Regions from separate parts of the Triticum aestivum genome. Here region 2 is linked to region 1. Evidence: chromatin contacts called from public Hi-C data. All regions are on one chromosome and are shown on one strand. The core of a region is the stretch at or near the end of the contact, and the rest is flanking DNA. Distances in the headings are between cores, read along the strand shown.

What was found. A called contact is a pair of places that touch in the nucleus more often than the background predicts.
Region 2: a Hi-C map of leaf shows a contact between it and region 1, with 4 times the contacts expected there. The contact joins the enhancer-like site here to the promoter of LOC100873145 in region 1. A contact is called at or near these places in 4 of 5 Hi-C or Micro-C datasets (leaf and an unstated tissue) and 1 of 1 datasets of contacts at active chromatin or transcription factors (leaf).

Annotation. Positions count from the first base shown.
Region 1 is chr2B:391,689,412-391,696,622 of IWGSC CS RefSeq v2.1, reverse strand. LOC100873145 (transcription factor NIGTH1) reads left to right here and starts at 3,125. Exons shown (of 5, transcript XM_044468009.1): 1 at 3,125-3,462; 2 at 3,574-3,728; 3 at 3,854-4,274; 4 at 4,394-4,470; 5 at 4,599-5,038. The coding sequence starts at 3,129. The coding sequence ends at 4,820.
Region 2 is chr2B:391,770,237-391,777,447 of IWGSC CS RefSeq v2.1, reverse strand. No RefSeq gene overlaps it. Among protein-coding and RNA genes, the nearest start is that of LOC100873145, 80 kb to the right of the region's middle. Within about 2 kb of position 3,032, at least 6 of the 8 cell types and tissues checked have an H3K27ac peak or open chromatin away from gene starts, as enhancers often do. A contact at or near this core is called in leaf, where this site is marked.

The DNA.
Region 1 (7,211 bases), core at 1,876-4,375:
ATTCAACAAATAAAACGAAAGAAAATTATATTGACCAACCGCAAAAATTAAAGAAAAGAGAATCAACGACGCGCTTTTATGAGACAATGAATACAAACTTATTATATAACCTCAGTGCTGCATACACATGCATATCTAGACAAAACAATATATCCAGCTAATACAAATCCAAAATATTGAACGAATACGCATGCAATTAAATTTGTCATTTATGTACATATTACCCCTCTGTATTGTATCTGGCCAATATACTACCTTGATAAGATACACTCGTATTTGCCGCTTACGATTAATTGATACCAAAACTCAACATGTCCAATTAGTACCATCGCATATTTTTCTTTCTTCTAAGAGATCTGTCTGTTACAATTGAGATGCTCCTTCATCAAGTATTCATAGGCTATATTCTTTTATGCAAGTGCTAGCGATTGAGAATGAATACATATGCAATTTAATCTGTATATTCTTTTACGCATGTGCTAACGATTGAGATGTTGCTTCATCAAATATTCATAGGGTATACCTAAATTTAGTTCTAACATTAAAAATTAATAATTATTCAACTTTTAGTTTATACTAGAGTGTTCTATAGTCCGTTGTAGATGATAACATATTCTGCATTTTACTTCAACCTAGCAATGGCTAAAATTGGTAGTGGGAATGACAAAATATAGCATGCTAGCAATCCTACAGGCCGGATGATGCATATTTGAGGGTGTTTTCTAAAAAAGAATATCTTGTGGCTGGATATTTCAAAAACCCCATGCATATTCCATTGTGAAATGATGTCACCACTCTAATGAGATAAAGATCAAAGTGGGGGCAATTCATATCTTCTCACGGATTGAGTCTCTAAATTCGACTTCGGGATTACTGTTTGTGCTTGATGTTTCTTTGTTACTTCATAGTTGTCAAGTGCTAGTTTTTACATGGACATGATATGTGTGTATTCTACTACTTGTGCGATAGATACACTTTCTATGTCCAAATATGAGGTATACATTTTTCACAAGAAAATACCTCATGACCATGTGTGACAACTATTTATATAAGGCATGCCATACTTTTACCTATTCTGGTTGTTGAAAACTTCAGAACTGAGTGACAACCAACCAAACATGCCTAGACTCTCACTAGTGAGACTAAAATGGGAAAGAAAATCGTCGCGCTTTTGCGAGAGAATGAAAATTGTACACAAGCTAAATTCAAAAGATAAAACGAAAGAAAATTATATTGACCATCCGCAAAAAATAAAGAAAAGAGAATCAACGACGCGCTTTTATGAGACAATGAATACGAACTTATTATGTAACCTCAGTGTTGTGTAGACATGCATATCTAGACAAAACAATGTATCCAGCTAATACAAATCCAAAATATTGAACGAATACGAATGCAATTAAATTTGTAATTTATGTACATATTACCCCTGTGTATTGTATCTGGCCAATATACTACCTTGATAAGATACACTCGTATTTGCCGCTTATGATTAATTGATACCAAAACTCAACATGTCCAATTAGTACCATCGCATATTTTTCTTTCTTCTAAGAGATATGTCTGTTACAATTGAGATGCTCCTTCATCAAGTATTCATAGGGTATATTCTTTTACGCAAGTGCTAGCGATTGAGAATGAATATGTATGCAATTTAATCTGTATATTATTTTATGCAAGTGCTAACGATTCAGATGCTGCTTCATCAAATATTCATAGGGTATACCTAAACTTAGTTCATATATAAAAAGTTAATGCTGATTCAACTTTCAGTTTAGTTTAGAGTGTCCTATAGTCCGTTGTAGATGATAACATATTCTGCATTTTACTTTAGGCTAGCAATGGATAAAATTAGTAATAATGACACCATATAGCATGCTAACTATCCTACGGGCCGGGTGATGCATATTTGGAGGTGTTTCCTAAAAGGATATCTTGTGGCTGGATATTTCAAAAAACCCATGCATATGCCACTGTGAAATGATGTCACCACTCTAATGAGACAAAGATCAAAGGGGGGCAATTCATATCTTCTCATGAATTGGGTCTTGAAATTCGACTTTGGGATTACTGTTGTGTTTGATGTTTCTTTATTACTTTCATAGTTGTGACGTGATGCATATATCCTACTAGGTTGTGAGGTAGAATACACTTTCTATGGCCAAATACGAGGTATACATTTTTCACAAGAAAGTACCTCATGGCCATGTGTGATAACTGTTTATATAAGGCATGCCATACTTTTACCTATTTTGGTTGTTGAAAACTTCACAACCGGGTGACCACCAACCAAACATGATCATGAAGTTAGACATGTATAGAAAATTGAAGTGAAGACGGTTTAGAGAGCAGTTTATGTCATATTTTTGCACGAGAAGTCAATGTTGATTAGAGTGTTCGGTGTTACAAGTTGCAAAACTAATATAACAACAAATATGGAACTTGACCCATGAGCGCAACTCACTATGTTCCGAAGAAGCATAAAATTGTACCAAAGCTAAATTCAAAAGATAAAACGAAAGAAAATCATAATGACCAACCGCAAAAATTAAAGAAAAAGAAACCAACCATGCACTTTTACGAGACAATCAACACGAACTTATTATGTAACCTCGGTGCCGCGTATGCATGCATATCTAGACAAATCATTATATCCAGCTAATACAAATCCAGAATATAGAATGAATACGTATACCATTAAATTCGTAATTTATGTACACATCCCCCGCTGTCTATCGTATCCGATCGATATACTACCTTGATAAGATACACACGTATTTGACGCCTACGATTAATTGCTTCCAAAACTAAACATTTCCAATTAATACGACCGCATATTTTCTTCTTCTTCTAATAGCCTGAACAAAAAGGCATTTTGCATCTTCCCTCTGACCCCAATAGCACAAGCTCAATCTGGTTGAAAGTGTGTACAACACCCGCAAAAAAAAAGGTGTGTACAAGACATATTTTGAATTTGTTGGCATGCATAGGCAAGTGGGCTAAAGCTTAAAAGCCATAAAATCCAAGGGCCTTGATGGAAACTGACGTTCATTGTAGCTATCTGTAGGTGACGTGAAAAATCGTCCTCGTCTCATCCTCGCACACTCTCGAGATTCTCCCCCCTCCCAATGCTTCTCCTCCTCTATATAAACGTCCCCATTCACCCACCTCCTCCCTCCAGTTCACATCCACCTCATACTTTCTCTTGCAACAAGTCAGTAAAGATTCCGTTTGGAGAGCGAGAGCTCCGGTGTAAAACCATGGGTCTGGATGTAGGAGAGATCGGCATGGGCGCAGATTTGAGCCTGGATTTGAAGATGTTCGCGGCCAAGAGCCTGGGGCGGGTGAGGGAAGCGCCGGCGGCCGCCATGGACGACTGTATCCGGAGGCTGGAGGAGGAGAAGAGCAAGATCGAGGTGTTCCGGCGCGAGCTCCCCCTCTGCGCACGCCTCCTCGCTGACGGTGAGAGAGAAACTTCTTGCTTGCTTGCTTGTGCTAGTACTAGCTATTATCCCTTTGTTGTTTTCTTCTTTTTGGGGAGCCTTTCTTGACGTGGTTTGGTTGCTTGCGCAGTGATTGATGTGATGAAGAAGGAGGTGGAGGAGAAGAAGAGAGGCGGCGATCGAGGAGAGGACAAGGAGGACGCCGGCGCAGGCGACAAGAGCAACTGGATGAGCACCGCGCAGCTCTGGACCGGCGATTCCGTCCCGGGGGACGATGCTTCCGAGGTAGGATCCGGCGATTCAGTTGCCCGCGTGCTTGCTTGTTGTCGATGAAGCATTTATGATCATTAAATCGTGGTGGTTTTATTGTGTTTGGGGTTCTGAAAGTTTGCGCCTTTTTACGATTGCAGAAGCAGGGTGAGAGGAGGAGGTCGTCGGTGCCGGAATCTCGCGACGGCGCTGCCTTACCGTTCAAGGCCGTGGGCTCCGGCGCGCCGGCGTTCGCGCCGCCGAGTTTGAGGAAGGATGACAAGGCTGTGGGGATGCCGGATCTGCCGTTTCTGTCGCCGGCACCGATCAAGACCTCTCTGGCTGCTGCTACCGGCGGCGCTGAAGAAAGCCGCCGTCAGCTTGTGGGATTTGCGCAAGAAGCGGCGAGGGCTGCGGCCGCCCTGGCACCGGCTGCCCCTTCCCTAAGCCTCCAGGCGCAGTCGCAGCAGACAGCACAGCAGCAGCAGCAGCAGCAGCAAGCGAGGAAGGCGCGGCGGTGCTGGTCGCCGGAGCTGCACCGCCAGTTCGTCACTGCCCTGCACCAACTCGGTGGTCCCCAAGGTGAGCGCTTCACAAATACTCCCAGAACTGGATATAATATCAAGAACACCCAGTAGATATATATAGTAGCAGCAAATTATTGAGAGCTTACATGGCTGTTATCCTTGCCATGATTGCAGTTGCTACTCCAAAGCAAATCAGGGAGCTGATGAAGGTGGATGGCCTGACCAATGATGAAGTGAAGAGCCATCTCCAGGTGAGCAATTCACCACTATCTTTCACAAACTTCTGTCCATGTACTACTAATGATGGAATTTATTACTAGCTTTTACTAATTTGCATTGACACTAATGTGAATCATGTATTGTTTTTCTTATGGTTCAGAAATACCGTCTGCACAACCGAAGGGCGCCAGGATCTCCGGCAGCCAACCGGCCGATCGTGCTCATGGGAGGGCTCTGGATAACTCAGGAGCAGAGCAGCTCCCAGTCAGGGGGATCACCTCCGGGGCCCCTAAACTTCTCAAGCTCAGGCGTAGCTGCCTCATCGGTGACGGTCAGCGGCGAGGAGGAAGATGGCAGATCAGAGAGCTATGGCTGGAAATGATCGATCAAGAAGTTATATTAGTGTTTGTTCAGAGTTTCCTGGTCGATTCCATGGCGCGCGATGACAGTGGTATCTTGAGAGATTCCTGAGACAGGATTGTAGTGTAGCCTTTTTTGTTGTATGCAGGGTGATCAAGCCTTGAGTGCTTTGAGATGAAACTCTTGCTGTTATTATGTAAGTACATCGGAAAGAGGTTATACTAGTTACAATTTTGCGGATATGTTAATCTAAAAAGGTTGGGGCAGAGCTACAATTTTCGCCCAGAGAATTTACCAATGATCAGTGTCAGACTTTCTCTTGATAAGCAAATTTCCGTATGGATTAAGTACAGTATACAGCTTTTCATAAAGCTTGCTGCTGTTGTTTGTTGATTCAACTGAAAGTCAGTTGCAGGTAGATTCTGAACTTGTGATTGTGCCCGTGTTTTGCTTCTCTCCAGCAAATTAAGGTGCATTTTTCTGCTTCTTGATGGCCATGAGCATCACAGCGAGAGCATCAAGACCCAATTCAACGACTGAATGGAGAAAACATCAAGATGTCTGCTCTGGATTCCACAACAGAAGAAAAATGCTTTGGACCCCTCATCCTTTCCCTTGGAACTTGAGGTGGTCCTGAATCCGGATAATACATAACTAGAGCAGTACTGCTCGCCATCCTGTCAATAACCTATCAGAAACTTGAAATGATCCTACCTCTACCTATTATCAAGCAAAGCATCATGTGTTTCACCTGACCTGACCAAATATCTGCTCTGGGATGTTGGGACACCAAGAATCTGATCATGATCTGTCGCCTGAAAACCAGGATGGCAGGAGTGCACACCAAGAATCTTCCTCGGCTCCGCTCATTTCTCACCTGCTGCTGCTGCTGCAGAACCTAACTAACCGTGCATTCTTGGCATGAAAGTCTAGGTTTCCAGGTCGCCCGCACACCCTTGATTTCTTGCGAGTTTGTTGCTGTGTGAGGCTCACAGGACCAGAAGTCAGCATCACATTCTTCGTCCTTCATGATAACTCTTTTTGTTTTTTTGCTGATAATGTTCAGTTTTGTCATGCTTATCGTCGCTGCTGCGAGTCAAACAAGTGTTACATGATTGATTACTGGGTTCTTCTGCCTATACTTATCCGGGAGATTATTATATATATTGTGAGGCGTTGCTAGCATGCTTGTTTGAACATGTCCCGGCCTTGACTCTGCATTCATGCGCTGATCTTGCGGTGTTATCCAGATTTTGGTCCGCGCTATCCTGTATGGCAGTAGTTCGGCCGAAACAGGAAAAAACTCGACGCCGATCGTATCGCTTGAACAAGGGGCTGAGGTTGCACACTCAGTTTCAGGTAAGTAGATATGGTTTGCTCCAGTTTCAGTTAAGGCCCCGGTAGGAACACTGGATTGTGTGTGAACTTCATTTCATTAGGACAGAAGCGAAGAGGCTGCAATTGGCCATCAGTACGCGATCGAACGGTTGGTTGGTCACTGGACGTGGAATCGTTCTAGGATCCTACGACGAGCTTAGGATCCTGTGATGGATGTGCGGGTGAATATTCCTCGCGCTTTCCCTTGTCTGTCGTCACCGCCAAATGTTGGACGATCAGACGCAGGCTTGGAGTATATGCTTGTTGGTGCTGACTCGTGAATTGGCCGCTTCTTCTTCTTCTTCTGCATTGCAACGATCATTTCCTTTAAAACACTTCTCATTTTCTTGGCATGCGACTTGCGTGTTTTCCTTCATCCGGACCGCCTGAATGTGCCGCTGAATTTTCTTGGTCTCACCGATGTCATGGTTTAGCTGTAGCAGATGATGAATATGAGTATGGTAGGGTAGTTTCATTCATTATACCAGACGAATATTAGTGTCTGGACTTGCAGTTTCCGCTGCTGTTTTCGCTTGCTCTTGGACGAATATTCATTTATACTTTAGCTCATATTGAATATTCCGATGATGAATATTCTGGTTACATATATTGTATCAACAGGAAAGGGAAACTGTTTATCACTTTGCAACGGAGGAGTGCTGCGGAAGTACAAAGAATCAAAAGACTACCTCGGCAGAACCATGGAACCCTAGCGCACGACCAACACCAATCGTGTCGATCACGACGGAGGGTCTGGCTCCGAGATGGGCATCGCCTATAGTACGCCGGCTCCGGCTCGCCGCTGCCGCCACCGTGATCCTCCGCCCTAACCGTACAGGCGCCCGATACGAGCGACGCGTTGGGTTATGGTTTTCGCGCGCTAATGGACGGGCAGTGATCTGATAGAATGCGACGTACTTAGGCCCATTTAGGCCTAATGAAACATCAGATGCCCGAAACTGTTTCGGGAGCAGCGGCCCGTGACTTGTAGAGCTCGGCATGTACTAAGAGTCTCCGAGTCAGCGGAAAAGAATCT
Region 2 (7,211 bases), core at 1,783-4,282, 81 kb before region 1:
CCGTTCGACGGCGTCGCTTCCACCGCAGGCGATGTTTTTGATGAAATGGCCGGAAGGTATTCTTCTTCAATTCCTTTTACTTGCCTCACATTTATCCATTGTCGTAAGTCGTGACTTGATGTGACTAAATGTAGCGGTGGTTCAAACGATGCCACTGCCGAGTTTGTCAACTTGTTGGACACCAACACCGTCGACATCGATCAAGCCCCTATCACTGATTTTGATTACAATGAAATGGAGGGTGGCGTGGATGATCACGGTGGTGAAGATGAAGTGGAGGAAATAGACGAGGGGCTATATGAGCAAGCGCAAGCAAAAAAAGCATGAGATCGAAGAACTACACGATATTGGAAGACCAAATGTTGATCAAGGCTTGGAGTGCGGTGTCTCTCGATGCTTGCACCGGTACATCTCAAACCGCCAAGAGGTATTGGCAAAGGATCGAAGATCAATACTTCCGCATGATGGGAAAGTATCCCAATAGGACTCCACGCACCTTTCGCTCACCCCAAGGTCGTTGAGACGTGATCAAGCCGATTTGTAGCCGTTGGGCTGCTTGCTTGGAACAAGTTCGCAACGCACTTTCAAGTGGAACTGTGGGATCCGACTATGTGAGTTCATTTTCACGTACCAAGTTGTGCAAATAATTTGTACCATTTAAAGTGATTGCATCATTTGACATTGTTTTATTTGTGTTGGAGAAATTGCCCAACAAAGATACAAAGACATGGAAGCTTTCGAATGCAATTTTTTAAAACTAGAGCATTGTTGGGAATTACTAAAAGGGTGTGACAAGTGGAAGTTGATTGATAGACAATCCCCACCGAAAAGGGGTTCACTTACGAACATGGATGAAGATGATGATGGCCCAGGAAACTTGAATAAGCCCGATAGAGAAAAGAAGACAAAGGAGAAGATTAAGAGGGAACAAGATGCATCGAGCTTGCTGGACAAGATAGATGCCATGGTGCAATCAAGTCTGTTGATGCTGTCGAAGACATTGGAGGCAAATAAAGAGTTTGTCAAGAAGAAGGCACGAGAGAAGCAAGAGAAGTGGAAATTGCTCAAGGAGGAGGGGTTGCGCAAGGCGGCCTTTGAGGAGAGAAGAGCCTATGCCGCTGAGACCAAAGCCATGGCCAAGCTTCTTGCCAAAGAGAACAGGATCATGTCACTGAACCGCGATGACATGGACGACATCACCAAAGAATGACATGATATGGCAACGAGAGACATCTTGAGGAGGAGGATGCTAGCGGCGGCCGGTGGGTGTTTTGGCTCCGGTGATGTTTTTCCATCAGGAGCTGGAACCAGTGCCATTGATGCATTCAGTTCGTCCGGCGATGCTTTCGCTGCCGGAGTTGGAACAAGCGTCGGTGATGGATTTGGGGGCGGCGATAGCATTGATGGTGGTGGTGCGGTGTGAAGATCGCCACAACAGGTGAAAAGCGACCAAGATGCTGGTGGATGTGGTCATCGCTTTTGCATGAAGTCCTTTTGCGTTTGTCGTACTCCCTCCGTTCAGGTGTGTATGGCGTCTAAGAGAAACCATCTTTTTTAAAAGTTTTAGTCGCATATAGGTAGTTAAACCAGCCTCGTTTTACAGTCTCTTGTTTTGGCTCCCCGTGCAACCATTTTTAAATGTCGTGTGAATGAAAACTGATGACCTGCGGTATGTGTTAAGCCAATGCATGCACAATTAGTTAGTTGATTATTGGTCAGCCCGAGGGAAAAATTGGAAGGCAATTAACTAGCACACGTATTGTTGCATGCATGCGCAGCTAGTTGAGGAAGGAAAAGGTCAGGCAATAAATTGGCGTGTCTAGCGAGATTTACCAGCAAGAATTAAGGGCTAAACTTGCTCGGTAATTAGCTATTTTCCTGGTTTAAATTTTTCCCTTCACCCACTCCCCTCGCGCCTAGATCACGCTGCCCTTCCTTAGGCACCCAACACACCTGGACGGAGGGAGTACAAAACTATGCTTTTTATTTGCACGCGAACTATGTTTTATTCATCGAATTTTAACTCAAGTGTTGGAATCACTGTCAAATTCGCTAATCGGGGGTTTTTGGTTTGTGGGACGACGTGGGTTGCGGTCGAGCAGACCCGCGTAGCCGACCCGTAAAACAACATATTTACGGGTCGGTTACGCGAGGTCTACAACTGCAGCCCGCATCGACCCGTAAAACCGTTTTTCAGCGAACTGTATACGCATTTTGCGGGTCAACAATATACGAAGTATGCTAAGCTCCTCCTCCCGGTGATCTTATTCCGTCTCTGCAGCTATAACGGCGACGAAACAATCACAGCGAGGGGCAGACTGCAAACTGAGCGTAGTTTCAAACAAAGAATTAACAGCGACTTGTGCGCATGCGCATCCTTGTCGATGCAAATTGCGTGAATATGCTCTGCTCTGCAAAGCGGAATCGAATCTGCGCGAATCCACTGTGGACTGTGGTAGATAGCGACCTATGCCTATGTATTGTACGCATCCAGAGGTAGATATCTAGTTGTGCTGCCGCTCATGTACATACTCAACTGTTGCAGCTTCTGTTGGTAGGAGCATTTGCGTACGGCCTTAATAAGTTTGTTGGCATTGAGGGGAGGAGATTCGTAGTTCTGGGCTCCAGCCAGCGAGGTGACGATCTCGTCTAGGGCCCGAGAATTTTCATCAAGCTACTAGGCTAGTCATAATGGTAGTAACATAAGTAGTAATATAGATGTCATGTAAGCAAAAAAAATAACGTGTCATGTAATTAAAGAGGAAAGAGACAAATAGAGTAACATAATATGTTACCATCACATAGCGGTTTCCAATACAAAATGAATCTACAAAGCAATAAATAAAAATATGCATGTTACTACACTTATAACACTTCCCACTATGAAAATGGTAACATGGAATAGTAACATATGTATGTTACTAGTCTAAATTACTCCCACTATGACTAGCCTCACAGGCTCACAGCCAGTAAAATGATAGGTGGAGATGGACCCATACAAATCAGTGCCGCCCATCAAGCCGTCCGGCGGATTCTGGCAAGGTGCCGTCACTGTCCTGAAAGATTGGCGCCATGATTCCATACGTATCGACCGTACACGTGTCTTGCATTTTGGCCACCAATAAATTGTCGAGGACACTGACCAGCGATCGAATTACATGCATGTACTTAAAGCTCAGGGAAGAAAAAGAGCAAGGCAGTGGATCGGGTTGTGTTCGATTTTGATCCTTTGCGTCCTATGCACAGGCAGGACAGAGCTTCGGTGCCTTAAAGGCACCTACCTTTGGGTCCATGACAGGTGGGCTAGCCACCTGTTAGGCCCACGTGTCATAGGCCCAAAGGCAGGTGCCTTAAGGCGCCGAAGCAGCGTCCGCACATGCAATACCTGTATACAGACTTTGTACCTTTGCTGTATGAAAGTACATCACTTTACCTCAGAAAGAAAGAGTACAGACATATCACTATGACGCGCGAGCAGTAAAAACACTCCTCCACTGCTCCAGTTGGCATGAATGATCATGCATAGAATACAATAGAATAGATGGTTCTTCTGAATGTCTGCCACTATGGATATGGATTGCAGCATGCCCTTTACACAAGAACAAGATTGCCCACTGCACCACCTTTTCTCCTTCCTCTTTCTGTTGAAAGGAACAGGCATGTGAATTTCCTTGTATGTAATGGACGGAACTGCAATTCCGTGGGCTCTTTTATCCATGACAGGTTGACATTGCTCCTCTCTTCTTCTTTTTTTGCGAATAGACATTGCTCCATATGCTACCTGCACACACACTAGACCTACACCTAAACTACACAGTAGATAGATAGGAGTAGCTGTGAAAGGTTGTTGGGCTAGATAAGAAGCGACGGGGGACCAGATAGAAAGGAAGGACAAGGTCGGCAAAGTTACTAGTAAGTAGGTAAATTATGCTATGTAATTGTGCGCTTGATGCCTCCGTTTCGACAAAAGCAAAAACTGTGCGCTTGATGAGCAGACAGATAAGGAGGATGAACTGACATGGTGCAAGTCAGTTTGGTGCAGTGCAGCCCACTGTCATGTGTTGGCCAATATGAATTTCTGATAGCAGCAGCAAGACAAATCTGGAACAGTAACCACTTTCTGCCCACTTGTAGTTGCCCCCTCATCCTGATTCGCATCAACTAGAACAAGCGATGGATGGCCCTGCCTGGCCCCTTTAACTTTAGGCTTTAGGACAGGGCCAGGGTCACTAGTGGAGTACGTACTACTATAGCAATTTTTCGCTTCCCTGTACTATTGTTTCTTCTCGGTGACATTGCACAAAGTCAATAGACTTTTGGTGTGTTGGGCTCGGCCACTTGGGCATGCATGTTCCACCATTAGTTAAACCTCTACTTTTCTAGGTCAAACATTTCTTTAGCTTTAGCCTCTAGGTACTATCAAACAGATTTATTTATTTTTTAAAACAAGGCAAAAGATTTACCATTTCATTGATTAAGAAGAAGGTTTAGACATGCCACGAAGTGGTTAAAAATAAAATCTACTCTAGCGGTATTACAATATTCAAATGCTTGACCTAGAAAGGAAATGTTAGCTATGTATGTATGTACATGGATATGATGAGGCCTAATTAAATAAAATGTAGACATGAGGGAATGCATCACTGTTCCTTGTGTACATGACTTAGAAACCACTATGCCAATCCTACTACGTACGTGGATGCTATGATGTTATTCAGCAGCATGCATACACTCTACAAAGGTATTGTGACTCATCAACACATATACAATAATTTCCGCGAGATACGCATCTTTCAAGTGGCAGCGAAATATTCTACCATGTTGGCACAAGAGAAAAATCACACGTGTAATCTCCTAAGGAGCCGGCAATTAACAAGAGCAGCCTAAGTGCCTAACTACTACCGCAGCTCCAGTACTCTGAGGTCGACGTCCGATTAACCCATAAATCTTAATATTATTATTAGTCGATCGGTCAGAAGAAGAAGGCGGAAAAAGAAAATGTGCATGTTTGGTCAAATGGAGAGACTTTGTCGATCAACATATTCGCTGTCGAATCTTGGGGAGATATACTCCAGATTCCAGGCTACAATGCTTGTACTATATGTTATCTTGTCGATCCAAGCGTGGAATCTTGCATCGAGATCATCTATCCTATTATGGTTTAATTAACAAGGGAATGTGGCCCAAACGGCGAGCAAGGGCCAATTATGGCTAGGATGATTAAATTAGTGCACAAGAGGCATTTTCTGGCTTAGATATGACCAAGGTTAGGTGTTCCAACATGGCAGCTAGCTAAGGTTCTGATTCTGCTGGCAACTGGCCATACTGGCCAATCAGGAGCCACTGATAAGTAAACTTCAACTCCAGATTTAGTCTAGTAGGAGTATATTCCTTTTCCACAAAAGAGATGAGTATTTGATAGTAGTTTTATTCCATATATGATATGGTCTCAAGTTTCAGTGTTTGCATATGCAGAAGCCAAGCGAACCAATAATACTAGTATTCTTTTTGTGGTAATCAAATTTGACGGAGTAAAAGATAAATTGGCTGTCAAATCCTATAGATAAGCATGCAAAGATGTCTCTTATTCGTCATGTGGTATTTTCATCTCTGTTCTATTTGCAGAAAATTTATACCGAGGAAAAAAAAATCGCATATTCGATGCAGGCCTTATCAGGTTCCATGGCTTGAAGGGAAAAATAATGATAGGGAAGATTGAAGACGCAAAGGTGAATCTCTATAGCTGTCAATGGGAAGCTTCTCTTCCACGTGGAAAATTTGTTTTTCTTCATTGGAGTAGGACATGCAAGAAGAGATCGAGAGAGAACAGTACTAGTAGTACAGCTAAAACTAATCTACCAGTGTACTGTACGTAACACACAAGGGAATATCGAGGGGCCGTCTGTATAGCGATCCGAATCTGCACTGATGGGGGTGGGGGCGATAACCTTTGCCTCCTCGAAGCCTCGAGGAGCCGTTTGATGAGTTGTGTGGCGCCTCCTGTGACCCCAAGAAACCATGGCATGGCATGGATGGCATTGCCATTGCCGCGCCAACCACCACCTGTTGATTGGGTTTTTGGATCCCTTTCCCTTTCTCCTTGTGATCCACGATCATGAATATTCCAGGCCTGCCCGATCAAGGAGTAGTACCACTCAATTATTGGCCCCTGTGCCATCGTCTCGCTGGAAAAAGTTTCTTCCACAAAGAACAGCAAATATAATTTGTTCACACTTGCTACTCTTCCCTCTGCAAGATCGACGGCGACTTGGGATGGATCGAATGCGTTGGTGCGAGAAACTCAGCGCCAAAGATTTGTTTTACTCTGAAAATCATTAATCTTTTCTTTTTCAGGGGAAAATCATGAATCCTTGATTGTGTTTGATTTGAACTTCTTTGAAAATCCACTCACGGGTTTCCACCTAGTACTGTAGTAGTTAACTGAAAGAAGGTGCGCCACAACACACGCTAGGTCTTTCCATCCATTTCATCGTGTACATCAAGATTGGAATACAGATCCTATGGGCTATTGGAGACATGCTTCTGATGGAAGCTCCCATCAAAATGGTGACAATAATTGCCGCACATGCATATATACCTCTGCCTCTCTAGTCTCTACCACTCCTCCATCTATCGTATCGTCTCATGTGGAGTGGAGTGGAGGAGGAGAATCGTCTGCACGTATGCACTAGCAAGAAAGGGACCAAGCGATGCAAATGCAGCCCAGAGGTTGCCATCACCACAAAGGAGGAGGAGAAGACAAGGCATCACAAATTCAGAACCCAATTCAGCCATGCAATGCAATTGCAAGCATAGTTTAGCTCATCATGCACTGCGTCTGCGTGCATGGGGAATCTAATCCAATCCACCACTACTGAAAAGAAAATGCCGGCCATGTCCTTGGATGGTACTACTCCTTGCATCCTCCACCTTTTGGGTGGTGGGATGGGAGAGATTCGTTAGCCAAATGCATGCACACATTCAGGCCCTGTTCGGATCAAAGGGAGGGAAACTAAAGGATTGGGAGAAATTGAGGGAAAAGGAAAGGAAACAATGTGTCAAACCGAGGAATACATAGACCATGTAAGAACGATGGCATAGGTGTTCGGAATCCAGGAAAATGGAGTACAGGAAATCTACATAAGTTGGCCCCACCTGATGATTTTTCTATGTAAAAAATGCTAACATGCTGGTTGAGTTCAGTTTAATGG